3 separate regions of the Oryctolagus cuniculus genome follow, and regions 1 and 2 are each linked to region 3. Evidence: chromatin contacts called from public Hi-C and Micro-C data. All regions are on one chromosome and are shown on one strand. Each heading gives the region's core, a stretch centred on a gene start, on an enhancer-like site or on the middle of the called end of the contact. The rest is flanking DNA. Distances are from core to core; before and after follow the strand shown. Region 1 has its middle 88 kb from the start of DPT. Region 2 has its middle 130 kb from the start of DPT. Region 3 has its middle 68 kb from the start of TBX19.

Region 1 (4,288 bases), core at 933-3,432, 470 kb before region 3:
ATTACTTGTTCTACTCACAAACACTGAGCGATAAGACATATTCAGATACTTCCTTATCTGTCTCTAATTCCCTTTGAAAGCTGATAAAATATTACATTAAAAAGGATAGGAAATGCTTCCTAGAATTTTCATATTTTAACAGAAATGAAGCACTATCTATTATAATTCATTTATTTTGTGGTTGAGGAACCTAAAACTTTTTCCAGCAGCTCACAGCTGGTAAATGATCAAGCCAAAATTAGAAGAGAGGTCTGACCCTTTTAAATTCCCTTTAGATCTGCACCAGAAATGTATCTGACCTTGACATCCAACAAAAAAAAGAAATTTTAAAGTTTAATGACAGCTTAAAAGTTAAGATTTCTTCAGTATAGTTGATCTACTATTCATTGCATATATAATTGTACTATAGAAAGCTGTATAGTCGATGACTACACTGATAATATGGGTACATAGCATTGCTGAAGGTTATAATTCTAATGATACAGATGTCTTAACCACGTACATTTCCATTCACTACCCTCTCTTGCCAGCAGACTATCAAACAATTCAAGAATACTTTAAGAAATTAGTGGACACTTGAATTAAAAGATAAATTTATTTTGGTGTGAAATATTTTAAAACCCAAGCATGCTTTTTTTTTTTTTTTTTTTTTTTTTTGACAGACAGAGTGGACAGTGAGAGAGAGAGAGAGGCAGAGAGAAAGGTCTTCCTTTTGCCTTTGGTTCACCCTCCAAAGGCCGCCGTGGCCAGCACACTGCGGCCGGCGCACCGCGCTGATCCGATGGCAGGAGCCAGGTACTTATCCTGGTCTCCATGGGTTGCAGGGCCCAAGTACTTGGGCCATCCTCCACTGCACTCCCTGGCCACAGCAGAGAGCTGGCCTGGAAGAGGGGCAACCGGGACAGAATCTGGCACCCCGACGGGGACTAGAACCCGGTGTGCCGGCATCGCAAGGGGGAGGATTAGCCTAGTGAGCCTCAGTGTCTGCTCTGGCTCAATCTTTTTCTCATGCTTTTTCGTAATATGCATTTTCGCCAACTTTCTGAAGACCTCTTATATGTAAAATGTAAATTTGGCTACTTATTCTCCTGTTAAAATTCTTTAGTGGACTTCCATTGTTTAAACAGATCAAAGACTGAATTCCATCATTTAACCCTACCCTGGTGTTCAACCTCAACTCTTGCAAGGTCTGTTTCAATATTTATATGCCAGCAATACTGAGAGAATTATGTCTTGGCTGTATCTCATACTGGCTACACTTCTGTGCCCCTGCTCCTGTTCCCACCTCTCTGCAGCATCCTCACCATGTCACAAATCCATCCCATCCACTCTAGTGGCTCACTGCACCGGTGACATCTCCTGTAGGCTCTCCCGGACACTTCCCTTACTCCCTACTTCCCAAATTAGGTATGCCTCCTCGTGATTCTGTATTTCTGTCTTCATGGTTAATAATTACTTTTGAAAAGGTAATTGTGAAGCATCAGGTTATCTATCCACCTCACTTAATTATTGTGAGTTCCTTGAGAGAAGGATGATTTTATAGCAAGCGTAAGGACAGATATATTAGTATGAACTCAATAAAGGTTATTGAATTGATTAAATGAGTAATGGTCAAAGGAGTTAAATATGAAAAGTGTATAAAACAGTGCTTTGCATATACAAATGGCAAGAAATAAATGACTAAACTTGAAGTTATTCCCCCATTCTGTGTTCTTGTAACTGATAAGCATGATATTTCAATAGGAGTCATAGGGTAAATAGGTAGTCACCAGAATTTCACAGAGGAATTGGGGTAATTTTGATTTAGGCAGCTTTTATGAAGATTATTCAAGTGTGGGTAAATCTTATATTGGCCTTGCAGAGAGTCCTAGGCCTGAACTGCAGAAAAATCAGTCTCACCAAATAGTTTCATTGAAACTCTTTCAGTATACAAAGACAGTGATATACTGTTATTGCTTCAAGGCAGATCTTCTCAACACATAGGCATTCATCAAATCTTTTTTTTTTTTTAATTTGTGACAGATTTATGCCTGATACATCCACTAGGGGTCAAACTTTTAAACATGTCGCATTGCAATAATATTGCAGGCCTAAGGAAACAATTTCATTTCCTTCTGGGTTGTAGTACAAATTGCTGTTCTCTGTGCGTGGGTTGCATAGACAACCAGCCTCATATGTAATCTGGAGAGTAAGAATAAATTAAACTTTTCAAAGAGAGTGCTTTTCTCTTGGCCTATATCATTCCTCTGCTCTTACCAGAAATGGGTGAATTGCATTGGCAATTCAGACTATACCCATTTGTGGAATGGTTTATATAGATTGCCATCTGAAAGCAGCAGCTGGATGCAGTCTTTTCTAGTACTAATTTAATTTTTTCTATTTTATTTTTGTTACATATCTGTTGCATGATATAAATTCAGACATTTGCCATTCCTTTGCTTCATTTCCTCCCACCAGCTGCCATTCTAGGAGTATCACAAATTCTGGAATCCATTCTGTTTTCACTCCCACTCAATGCACAGTACATTGTTGACAAACTTGTTTCCCAGAAATGTCCATTAGTGGATTCACAAATTTCCACTTCCCCTTTAAACTACATTGTTAATTTATTAGGAAAAATGAATATTAATGTATCCATAGTATTTTATAACTGACAAAGTATTTTGCAAATATTGTCCTACCTGATCCTTGTACTATGCTGAGATAAATTGAGTAAGTGCACTAATCACTTTCCTATCAATAATGAATTATATTGCATTCATTTTATAATTAAAGAAACTAAGGCTTCAATATTTAGGTGACTTGCTCAAGTACATACAGGTGGGATGCAAAAGGACTAAAATCATCTTTGAGCTATGACACCTGCACTGTTAGACTCTTGAAATTAACTTACAATATCAGTCATTAAGATATCCTAAGAAATATTTTTCCACATGTATTTGTCTTCACAAATTGGTAGACTATCATGGAGAGGAGTTAAGGGAATAATTTGATACAATCACAACCTCTGGGGAAGTGAATGTTTGTAAACCAGTAAAACTGAATTGTTTTCTTATTGAAAATCTTAAGTACCAAAATATTATTATCATATTATCACACTGTTCTAAAGTAATTCTTATATAAAATGTATATAATTTATGACATTTTCTTATTTTCCAATTTTTATACAACAGAAAGCTAAAACATCACTGTCTCTCTGTTTCGAAGATAGGAAACAATTTTTCTTCATTTTCCTTTTTCTGTGTTCCTCTTTCATCTTATTCTCATGTCACTTCTCACTGCAAGTCATGGCTGACAGCATTTGTCATTTGTTTCTGCTTGACTACTGTCACCTTCCCTATGCCACATGCGGATTTCATCCTGCACAACTTCTTTTCAGGTCTACCTGATGCCAGGAGTCCCCTCTGCACATCATTATCAAATTGCTTCAAATTAGTGCCATAGAGAAAAATGTAAAAACATCCACAAGGGTATAGATGACACATATCCAGAGAAGCAAAAATAAGGAAAAGATCAGAACTCTCTCTAAATAATGCAATGCAATATAGAAAAGAGTATAACAAATATTAATGATACAAAATAAAAATAACACTAATATTGGGAGAGAAGTGGAGTACATTGTTCAAAGACTCATATGTGATACATGAAAAGGTATGCTATTACTTGTATGTGTACTTTGATAATTCAGGTATTTATGCTATCCAACCTAAAGAAACCATCTAAAAATAGCACATAGTTATAGATAATAAGTCAACAAAGGAGATGAAATGTGGTGAATTAAGATTAAACTCAGAAGTGGGAGTTTTTCACAGCTGTTAAGAAGTGACTTGGTAGGGCCGATGTTGTGGTGCATCAGGTTAAACCACCACCTGCAATGCCAACATCCCATATGAGCACTGATTCAGATCCCAATTGTTCCATTTGTTGAAATCATTTAGAGACTGAACCAGTGAATGGAAAACCAATAAGTCAATCTCTCCCTCTCTCATTCCCTTTCTGTCTGTAACTTTGCCTTTCAAATAAAGAAATAAAATTTTTTTTAAAAGTGATTTGGCACAGTATTCTGATTTGACAACTGCTTTATTTAGGACATGTACTGTGCATCTCGATTCCCTCCCAGCCGGGAGGGTTTCTGATGAGAACTGTGCTGTTAGTCTATTGGAGTTCCACAATTTTGTACCTGTGAGGTTTCATTTATAAATGAGGGTGAAATAAAGACTCTCCAAAACAAACAGAAGTTGGAAATTTGTCACCACTTGGCCAGTTGTACAAAAGGTATTTAAGTATG
Region 2 (4,412 bases), core at 295-2,794, 260 kb before region 3:
TCTTTAATTTATATTTACTTAAAAGTGGAAAAAGAAGATAAACTTACCTATCTATATTATGTTTCCTGCTTTAAGCAAGGGAAGGAGGTTTTTACATATATTCTTATTTATCTTTCAGTTAGTTTTATGTATGTTGCCTGACTTACATCTCATGGAATATTTGTGATACAACTATTCCTGCTGTCATCAGAAAATACTCTATGCATTAACATATTAATTTCTTCATTAAAGCAGATTCATGAGCTAGGTGCTATTATTATCCTCATTTTCCAGAAGATTAAATTGAGGCACTGAAAGGTTAAGACATTTACCCAAACCACATAGTAAGTGACAGATTCTACATTCAAGCCCAGGCAGTTTAACTCCAGGGCCCACAGTCTTAACCGCTTTTCACTTAAGTCCTGCTTCACAGATGAGACAAGTGATGGCTGAGTGAAGTCATTTGCCCAGTATCACAAAGCATGCAGGTAGCAGTGTCAAGATCTAAAACCCAGATCTGTCTGATGTTAAAGGAAAGCTTTCTCTGCCAGATCAAGAAGGGAATATACTGACGTTGGGAAGAGGTGGAGATATACCTATAGCCTTTGCCCTACAGAAAACCCCATCAGATATGCAGAGACCAGACAAGATAATCCACACTGTGTTCCTCCAAAGCAGAAAATCAGCTGGAAGGAAAGAGGTGCTGGGCATCCGAGCCTAGAGAAATAAAGCAGACAGTCCTGCACATGTCCCTTAAGGTGTTCAGTGGGAAGCTTTCTTTATCTGGGCCTTTGTCCTATTTCTGCAAGCCTCAGAGAGCAGCCACATGCCCTGAAGGACCAAGCCCAGTTCTTGAAGCACAATAAGCTTCAATGAATATTGCAGGGCTGCAACTGCGCACTTACATGGGCAGGCTGCCGCAGGATGGAGGTGCGCACTCAGTGAACTCCTGAGCATCCCCAACCCCACGATTCCGGCAGCCCATGGAAGCAGAGCTGATAACTACCAGGGGCTGGCATGGCAGCCATAGGCTGGGGTTTGGAGATGTTCAATGAGGGAGGAGTCTGGCTGAGATTGTAAACAAGAAAGGATTTGGGGGAGAGGAAGGAATGGCCTAAGCAAACAGAAAAGAACTCCATAGAGAGAAACTGTCCAACTAATTAGTTAAGGGGCCTGAGACTTGAATCCCTGCCCCCTCCAATTCAGCTGCAAGGTCTCTGGCCTCGGGCCCCAGTCCCTGTTCCTTTAGCAACCTCCCACACTGGATACCCTACCCATTGTAACCCACAAGCCCCAGTTAGGCAGCTCTCCCTGCCAACCCCATCCCCGCCCTCTGAGTACTGCCAAATTAGGGCTTTGCATCCCAGCACCACCCTTGGAAGCTCGGAAACTCTTTCCTCCATCGCTGGGCTCCCCGAGGCCTCTGCATTGCGGCACGACAGCCCTGCACCTCCGCAAGCCAGGAGTAGCACACTGCCCTCCACGCTCGCATCTGCACAGCACTGCACTGCGGCGCCGCCAGCCCGCGCGTCTCGGGGTTCTCAACGCAGCGCCGCTGTTCGCAGCTTATGTAAGCCCGATGCGCACGTGCTGTGAATTCATCTTCTCCCTGGGTGAACCTCGCGGGCAGACAGTGAAAGCTGAAAAGCTGCTAGGCTCTCCCCCTCCTGGAGCTGTCAGATAGTCACGCCCTGCAACAACAAATCCGGCGCAGTAAATACTAGGTGACAGATCAGAGAGGCAGCCGATCTAACCGTGGACAGCGAATTCTTTGTCCTAAAAGAGATGGGGACAGTGCGGGAAGGAGGCTTTGACCTCTGCTGGCAGGCGCCTCACCAGCCTGCTGCAGAGGCCAGCCAACCAAAGTCATCAAAACCTACTTCATCAAGAGAAAGGAAGAACAAACTGGTTTGTGCTGAATCTTCTCGGCTACCTCACTTCACAGAATGACCTTGTAGGTAATTGCTCCCTGCCTGATAGGTAATTGCTCCCTGCCTGACTGTACTAGAATATTCTACGCTCAAAATAGTAACAATCTGATGGGTTAGTCCCTGTTTCTTGCGAGTAGTGACAGTGAGTAGCACCAACAACTCCTCCTCTTACCTCTGCCAGCCATACCACCTTCTTGAGTTTTCCTTGTCCTGCAGACCAAAAGTCATTGAACCCAGTACCCAATCCCTCTGCCTTTGTTCAATGTAGATCAAGTCACAAAGTGCCTTTCTAGTGCAGGCAAAGCATTTTGTAGGGTCTGATGCATTACCCCTAAGAGGCAGAGAAAAGGAATTCCTTCTAATCAGCACAAACATGCCTTGGAAGTCCCCACGGTCCTCCGCCCAGTGCTACCTCCTGGGATTCCTATTTGCTGTGATGAATCTCTCACTCCACCCCCCAGCAGAATCAATTTTTTAAAAAAATACTAAATGTAAAATTGAAAGAGCTATGGATTCAGGGAGAAGAGCTGGTGTAGGAAATTGGGGTTGGGGTCAGAATTGTGGCACAGGGAGTTTAGCTGCTGCCTGGGTTGCAGGTATCTCATATGAGAGCCAGTGGTTTGAGTCTTAGCTCTTGTTGCAGTTCTGAACCAGCTTCCTGCTAATGGGACTGGGACATCAGTTGAACATGATCCTGGTACTTGGGCCACTGCCACTCACACAGCAGATGCGGATGGAGTTCCAGGCTCCTGGCTTCAGCCTGACACAGCCCTGACTGTTAAGGGTATTTGGCACATGAACCAGCAGATGAAAGGTCTCTGTCTCTCTCTCTTTCTCTCTCTCTTTCCCCCTCTCTCTCACTCTGTGTGTGTGTGTGTGTGTGTGTGTAATCTGCCTTTCAAATAAATAAATAAATCTTTTTCTCAAAAAGAAGAAAACTGGGGTCATGACAGGGTGACAAACCACCCCTTTTTGCCCTGGATTAGGAAAGGACCTCGGATTTTTAGCTTGGAAAAGTCTTCGGCAGACTGGGGCAAGTTGGTAACTTAATTCAGTACAGGGGAAGTGCAGCAGGGTTGTTTCTTGGGGATTGAACTTGGACTGAAAAGGATTTTTTTTTCCTTTCTAAAGTGCATAAGAGAACATTTGCTCCCTAAAGAGTGGATTAGGAAAAGGACAATTATTCACGAACATTTTATGAGCTTGATTAATAGAAGTTGATGGGGAATATAAACAAGACAGAATTCTGGGAGAAAGCATCAAGAAATCTCATGGACTAATAATGTTCAGAACATTTAATCTTCAGCTATGTCTTGTTTATGCCAGTTGTAATGGCATAAGCCATAAAAAAGGCCTCTGTGTCCAGGATGGCACTCACTCCACCTCACTCCACCCTGACTGCCTCCACCCCCCTCCCCTGACACTTAGAATAGTAGCAGCAGTCTACTGCCTGGTATTCACTGGGCATTGAACATGGGGCTGTTGGAAGCCCTCAGCAGCAACACAGTGGGAAGAGTTTGGCCTAGAAGTCAGGACACCTGAGTTCTATTTCCATCTTTGCTCCCTCTGACTGTATGACTCCGAACCAGCACTTAATTTCCCTCCACTGGAAAGTGTAGAAAACGATCCCTACCTTGCTTCTTCTCTCCACAGTTGGGAGAATTAAAAGAGGAATAATTGGTTTCCACTGAGTTTCAGTGACCTGCACCCTGATCAACAGTTCCCAGGATGACTCATCTTTTGCCCCAGCTTTGGGAATCATTGGATCTACTCTAGATAAATAATTGATTTTTGGCATATCTTGGGCAACTTCATCTTCTTGAACAGAGTAGCTTGAACTCTGAAGGTATAAATTAAATTTCTTCCCAAGCCTAATTAGGCTAAATTTATACACTCTTAACTACTCAGTCAGATTTTCAAGTACCCAATGTAGAGGTGCGGTGTAGGCTAACCCTAACCAATGTCTAAAGAGCCATGGCAGGCCGGCACCGCAGCTCACTAGGTTAATCCTCCACCTGCGGTGCCGGCACACCGGGTTCTGTCCCGGTTGCCCCTCTTCCAGTCCAGCTCTCTGCTGTGGCCCGGGAGTGCTGTGGAGGATGGCCCAAGTGCTTGGGCCCTGCACCCGCAAGGGAGACCAGGATAAACGCCTGGCTCCTGGCTATGGATCAGCTCGGTGCACTGGATGAATAATATTCCATTTGTATACCAAAGTTTATTTCTTCATTCACCTGTTGCTGGACACTTAGGGTATTTGCTCCTTTTTGGCTGTTGTAAGTAATGCTGCAGTGAACCTTGGCACAGAAGTGTCTGAGTTTTACTCTCCATTATTTTTCGGAGTGGAGGTACAGGGTCATATAAGTCTGTATTTAGCTCTTTGAAGAACTGCCAAATTGCTTTCTACAGCTGTTCCCACCAGCAATGTGCGAAAGTTCCAGTTTATCCATATCCTCACCAACACTGGCTATTTTTTTTTTCTTTTCTTCTGTTTTCTACAGCCAT
Region 3 (4,267 bases), core at 974-3,473:
AGTGGAGCAGCCAGGACTCGAACCGGCACCCATATGGGATGCCGGCACTGCAGGCAGTGGCTTCCTCTGCTACACCACAGCACCAGCCCCTCAAATAATTTTTTTTTTAATTGTAAACTCGAGAGGCAGAGGAAAGAGTGGGAGAGACACCATGGCAGATGAATCCACCCACAGTTCCATTTTCACTTGGCTTTTGTCTATCTTAACTTGGTTCACAACTTTATCCCTTGTCATTACAGATGTGTGCCCAGCATCTCACCACATTGAACTTGGAACTGCTTAGCCACCCGAGTAAGGCAGAGACCTCCTGCCCTTCCCAGCTGAGTACCCACAGAGCCCTTCTTAACCCTCTAAGCCTCAGTTTCCCATTTACAACATGATAGTAATCATGTCAGCACACAGTGTTATAGAGAAGATAACATTAGACACCAGGCCTATATTTTTGGACCTTATGTTTTGTTGTTGTTGTTGTTGAAGATTTATTTATTTATTTGAATGTTGGAGTTACAGAGGCAGAGACAGAGAGAGAGAAGTCTTCCATCTCCCCAAATGGCTGCAACAGCCAGAGCTGTGCTGATCCGAAGCCAGGAGCCAGAAACTTCTTCTGGGTTTCCCACATGGGTGCAGGGGCCCAAGGACTTGGGCCATCTTCTACTGCTTTCCCAGGTCATAGCAGAGAGCCGGATCGGAAGTGGAGCAGCCAGGACTTTAAAGGCGCCCATATGGGATGCCGGCACTGCAGGTGGCAGCTTTACCCACTACACCACAGCCCTGGCCCTGGACCTTATGTTTTGTTTTGTTTTGTTTTTGACAGGCAGAGTGGACAGTGAGAGAGAGAGACAGAGAGAAAGGTCTTCCTTTGCTGTTGGTTCACCCTCCAATGGCCGCCGCGGCCGGCGCGCTGCAGCCGGCGCATCGCACTGATCCGATGGCAGGAGCCAGGTGCTTCTCCTGGTCTCCCATGGGGTGCAGGGCCCAAGCACTTGGGCCATCCTCCACTGCACTCCCTGGCCACAGCAGAGAGCTGGCCTGGAAGAGGGACAACCGGGACAGAATCCGGCGCCCCGACCGGGACTAGAACCCAGTGTGCCGGCGCCGCAAGGTGGAGGATTAGCCTAGTGAGCCGCGGCGCCGGCCTGGACCTTATGTTTTACATATTGATTTACTTAACACTCATTCTATCAGCCTCCTCATTCGCATGCCCTCTCGCAAACAGAAATCTGGGAGAAAGTGCGCCAATTCTGAACACTGAGAAAATGCAAAGTATGAGCAAACCATGCATAAACACACAGACTTACCAGGAAATCCTTTACATTGTGAGCAAAGGAGTTCATGAATTTTGGTGCATGGATGATGGTGAGCTGAAGAAGGAGGCACGTCTGGTGATTTATTTTTTTTTTTTTTTTTGAATGCCAGAAAGATGAGCTTCAGATGCACGGGTATGGATCAAACGCTCTGCTGAGCCTGGGCGGCAGGTGGATTTACTTCTTCCCATCACCCAGGCTTTGACGAGAAGACAGGCAGCACACATACCATGCCCCCCACCCAACATGGGTCCCAGGAAGAGAAGGGTGATGAAGCCCACTCAGAGCCACAAATGGCAAAATCAGGTTCCTCATCTCCATCAACTTACAGCTATCTACTACGCCTGAAATTCTTAGATGACCAAGAGGGGGACAAAAAAGGTACATGATAGAGTCTATCACCCTTCCTCTGATCCTGGCTCCCTCTCCACCGCCTTTTCAAAACTGCATTCGTTTTTGTTTATTTGAAAGGCAGAACAACAGAGAGGAAGCGAGGTTGGCAGAGGTCCTCCTTCAACCGGTCCACTATCCGTAGCCCTGCAACAACCAGGACTGGATGAGGCCAGAGACAGGCGCCAGGAGCTCCATCCAGGTCTCCCACCTGAGTGGCAGGGACCCCCATGCTGCAGGCATGGGTGCTGCTTCTCAGGGTGTGCACTAGTAGGCAGGTGGACCGGAAGTAGAGGCATCTCGACTTGCATCACAACACCGCCCCTCCATGGCCTTTTGTATAATCTCCTTCAAGTCTCAGGAGCTACACAAATAGCAACCAAGAAAGCCAAAAAAAAAAAAAAAAAAAAAAAAAAAAAAAAAAAAAAAAACCACTCATGCTCAACAAGATCTCTTTTAGCAAGCGTCCCAGCCTTGGCTTTTTAAAGGGCTTTGACAACACTAAAAATAAAATCCCGTTGAAGCAGCAGTGTCGGTGTGCCGCAGTGGGTTTGCTAAATTCTAAGAACCAGTTGGTCCCACGGGTGTTCTGTCTATAGAAACAGGCCTCTGGCGTTCTGCGCCTTGCAGATCATTCTTGCTCCCCCTGCCTTTTCCTTCCTGGTGGACACAGCAACGCCACAGGGCCGCCTTATGCCCGGGCGAGCAAGGTACTCTCGCCACAGGCTCTGCCTTGCACGCTCCTCCAGAACCAGCCCTTCCGGGTTAGCAAGCTTCTCCACCGGCCCCATCTTGACTTCCACCTGGGGTCCGGGTAGTAGCTACGAGATGCACCTTGATGCTGCAGGCCCTAGACGCATGGCTCGGAACCTCAGTATCACTAGGGCAAGCAGAGCCACCCCTCCACAGTCAAAAAGGTACCAGGAAACCGTCTCATTCCCGCCCCCGCGCAGCCAGGAGGGGGCCTCAGAAAACTACGAATCTCTGCCTCCCTGCACACAGTTCCCAAAATGGGACCTGCCGCAAGCTCTGAACGAAACAGTGCATGGCGGCCCCCTCAAAGCAGCTCCGCAGGGCAGGTGGGACGTGGGGACTGCCGTCTGGGTGCTTGCTTTGGGGTTGTGCTCGCGGCAGCTTCCGTCCTGACAGCGCTGCCGCTGCGGCGTGGCGCTCGCCCGGAAAGCTGATCTTGCACGGCGCAGCTCCTTCTCTAAAGGAAAAGCCGCAGGGTCGCCCCAGCCCACCAGACGCAGGGCTGAGCGCTGGGTGAGGCGGGCTCTGCCGCCACCTAGCGGCGAGCTCCGAGGGCGACAGGGACAGGAGGCCGGGCCCGCCGCACAGGCGTCCTGGGGCCGGGCCGCGCAGACCGGCGAGACCGACGAGACCGGCTGCATTGCGGCGGGCGTGGGTGGCTGCGCGGAGATCACGCACGGCCCAGCCAGAAAACCCGGGCCGCGGGGGTGCCCCACTTCTGCAGATCTTTCCTTTTCGGGAACCCCAGGGCGTGGTTTGCTGGGGCCCGGTGAGGAAGCTGTCTCTGGTGGACCTGTCAGTGCCCATCTGGGTCCTGCTAAACCCCTCTCGTCTCGCCAGGGAGGAGGACTTGCTGGCGGGATTTAATACGGCACAGTCTGGGAAGCCTTGCTAAGACATTATAGGCCAAAATAATTCAACGTGATCTTCTGTATATAAAGATCATTGAAAATGAATCTTAATGAATGGGATGGGAGAGGGAGTAGGAGGTGGGATGGGAGTGGGGGTGGGAGGGCGGGTTTGGGGGAAGAATCGCTGTAGTCCAAAATATGTACCTATGAAATTTATATTTATTAAATAAAAGCTTTCTTTAAAAAAAAAGTAACTCAACAGGCTTATCTGAAGCCCTGGAAATACGTTTTGTGTGTGTGTGTGTGTGTGTTTTTAGGTTGACCACAGAGATACAAGATGTGAAAACTTGGCTTAAAAGCAGTTGATCACCACAAAATACTGCCAATGAATCAAATGCATTGAAAAGAAAACGTGAAGATGATGATGACTATGACTATGATAATTTGTAATTTAACTTTGATGCATATAACATGTACTTGGTCTTGAATCCACCATACTGTAATTAAACAAGTATGTTTGATGTTTTCAAGTTGTGGTTGAGGAAACCTATATAATATCTAATAAGTATAGTTTCCAGTTGAAATATTGGGTTTTCTTCAATCAGATTAGTAGTGGTTTTTTCATCAGCCTTTAGGTATAAAAAATAAAGTTGTTGGGGACAACCCTGTGGTATAGCAGGTAAAGCCGCCACCTGCAGTGCCTGCATCCCATATGGGTGCCGGTTCAAGTCCCAGCTGCTCCACTTCTGATCCAGCTCTCTGCTATGGCCTGGGAAAGCACTGGAAGATGGTCCAAGGCCTTGGGCCCCTGCACCCACTTGGGATATCCAGAAGAAACTCCTAGCTTCTGGCTTCAGATCAGCACAGCTCCAGCCATTTGGGGAGTGAACTAGCGGATGGAAGCCCTATTTTTCTCCCTCTCCCTCTCCCTCTCCCTCTCCCTCTCCCTCTCTCTCTCTCTCTCCCTCT

The links. A called contact is a pair of places that touch in the nucleus more often than the background predicts.
Region 1: a contact with region 3 is called in a Micro-C map of ear pinna, with 6 times the contacts expected there. The contact joins two enhancer-like sites. A contact is called at or near these places in 5 of 6 Hi-C or Micro-C datasets (ear pinna, embryonic fibroblasts, psoas muscle and 2 more).
Region 2: a Hi-C map of embryonic fibroblasts shows a contact between it and region 3, with 4 times the contacts expected there. The contact joins two enhancer-like sites. A contact is called at or near these places in 2 of 6 Hi-C or Micro-C datasets (embryonic fibroblasts and skin fibroblasts).

The regions. Positions count from the first base shown.
Region 1 is chr7:29,928,554-29,932,841 of mOryCun1.1, forward strand. No RefSeq gene overlaps it. Among named protein-coding and RNA genes, the nearest start is that of DPT, 88 kb to the right of the region's middle. Within about 2 kb of position 2,183, at least 1 of the 8 cell types and tissues checked has an H3K27ac peak or open chromatin away from gene starts, as enhancers often do.
Region 2 is chr7:30,141,692-30,146,103 of mOryCun1.1, forward strand. No RefSeq gene overlaps it. Among named protein-coding and RNA genes, the nearest start is that of DPT, 130 kb to the left of the region's middle. Within about 2 kb of position 1,545, at least 2 of the 8 cell types and tissues checked have an H3K27ac peak or open chromatin away from gene starts, as enhancers often do.
Region 3 is chr7:30,397,763-30,402,029 of mOryCun1.1, forward strand. No RefSeq gene overlaps it. Among named protein-coding and RNA genes, the nearest start is that of TBX19, 68 kb to the right of the region's middle. Within about 2 kb of position 2,224, at least 3 of the 8 cell types and tissues checked have an H3K27ac peak or open chromatin away from gene starts, as enhancers often do.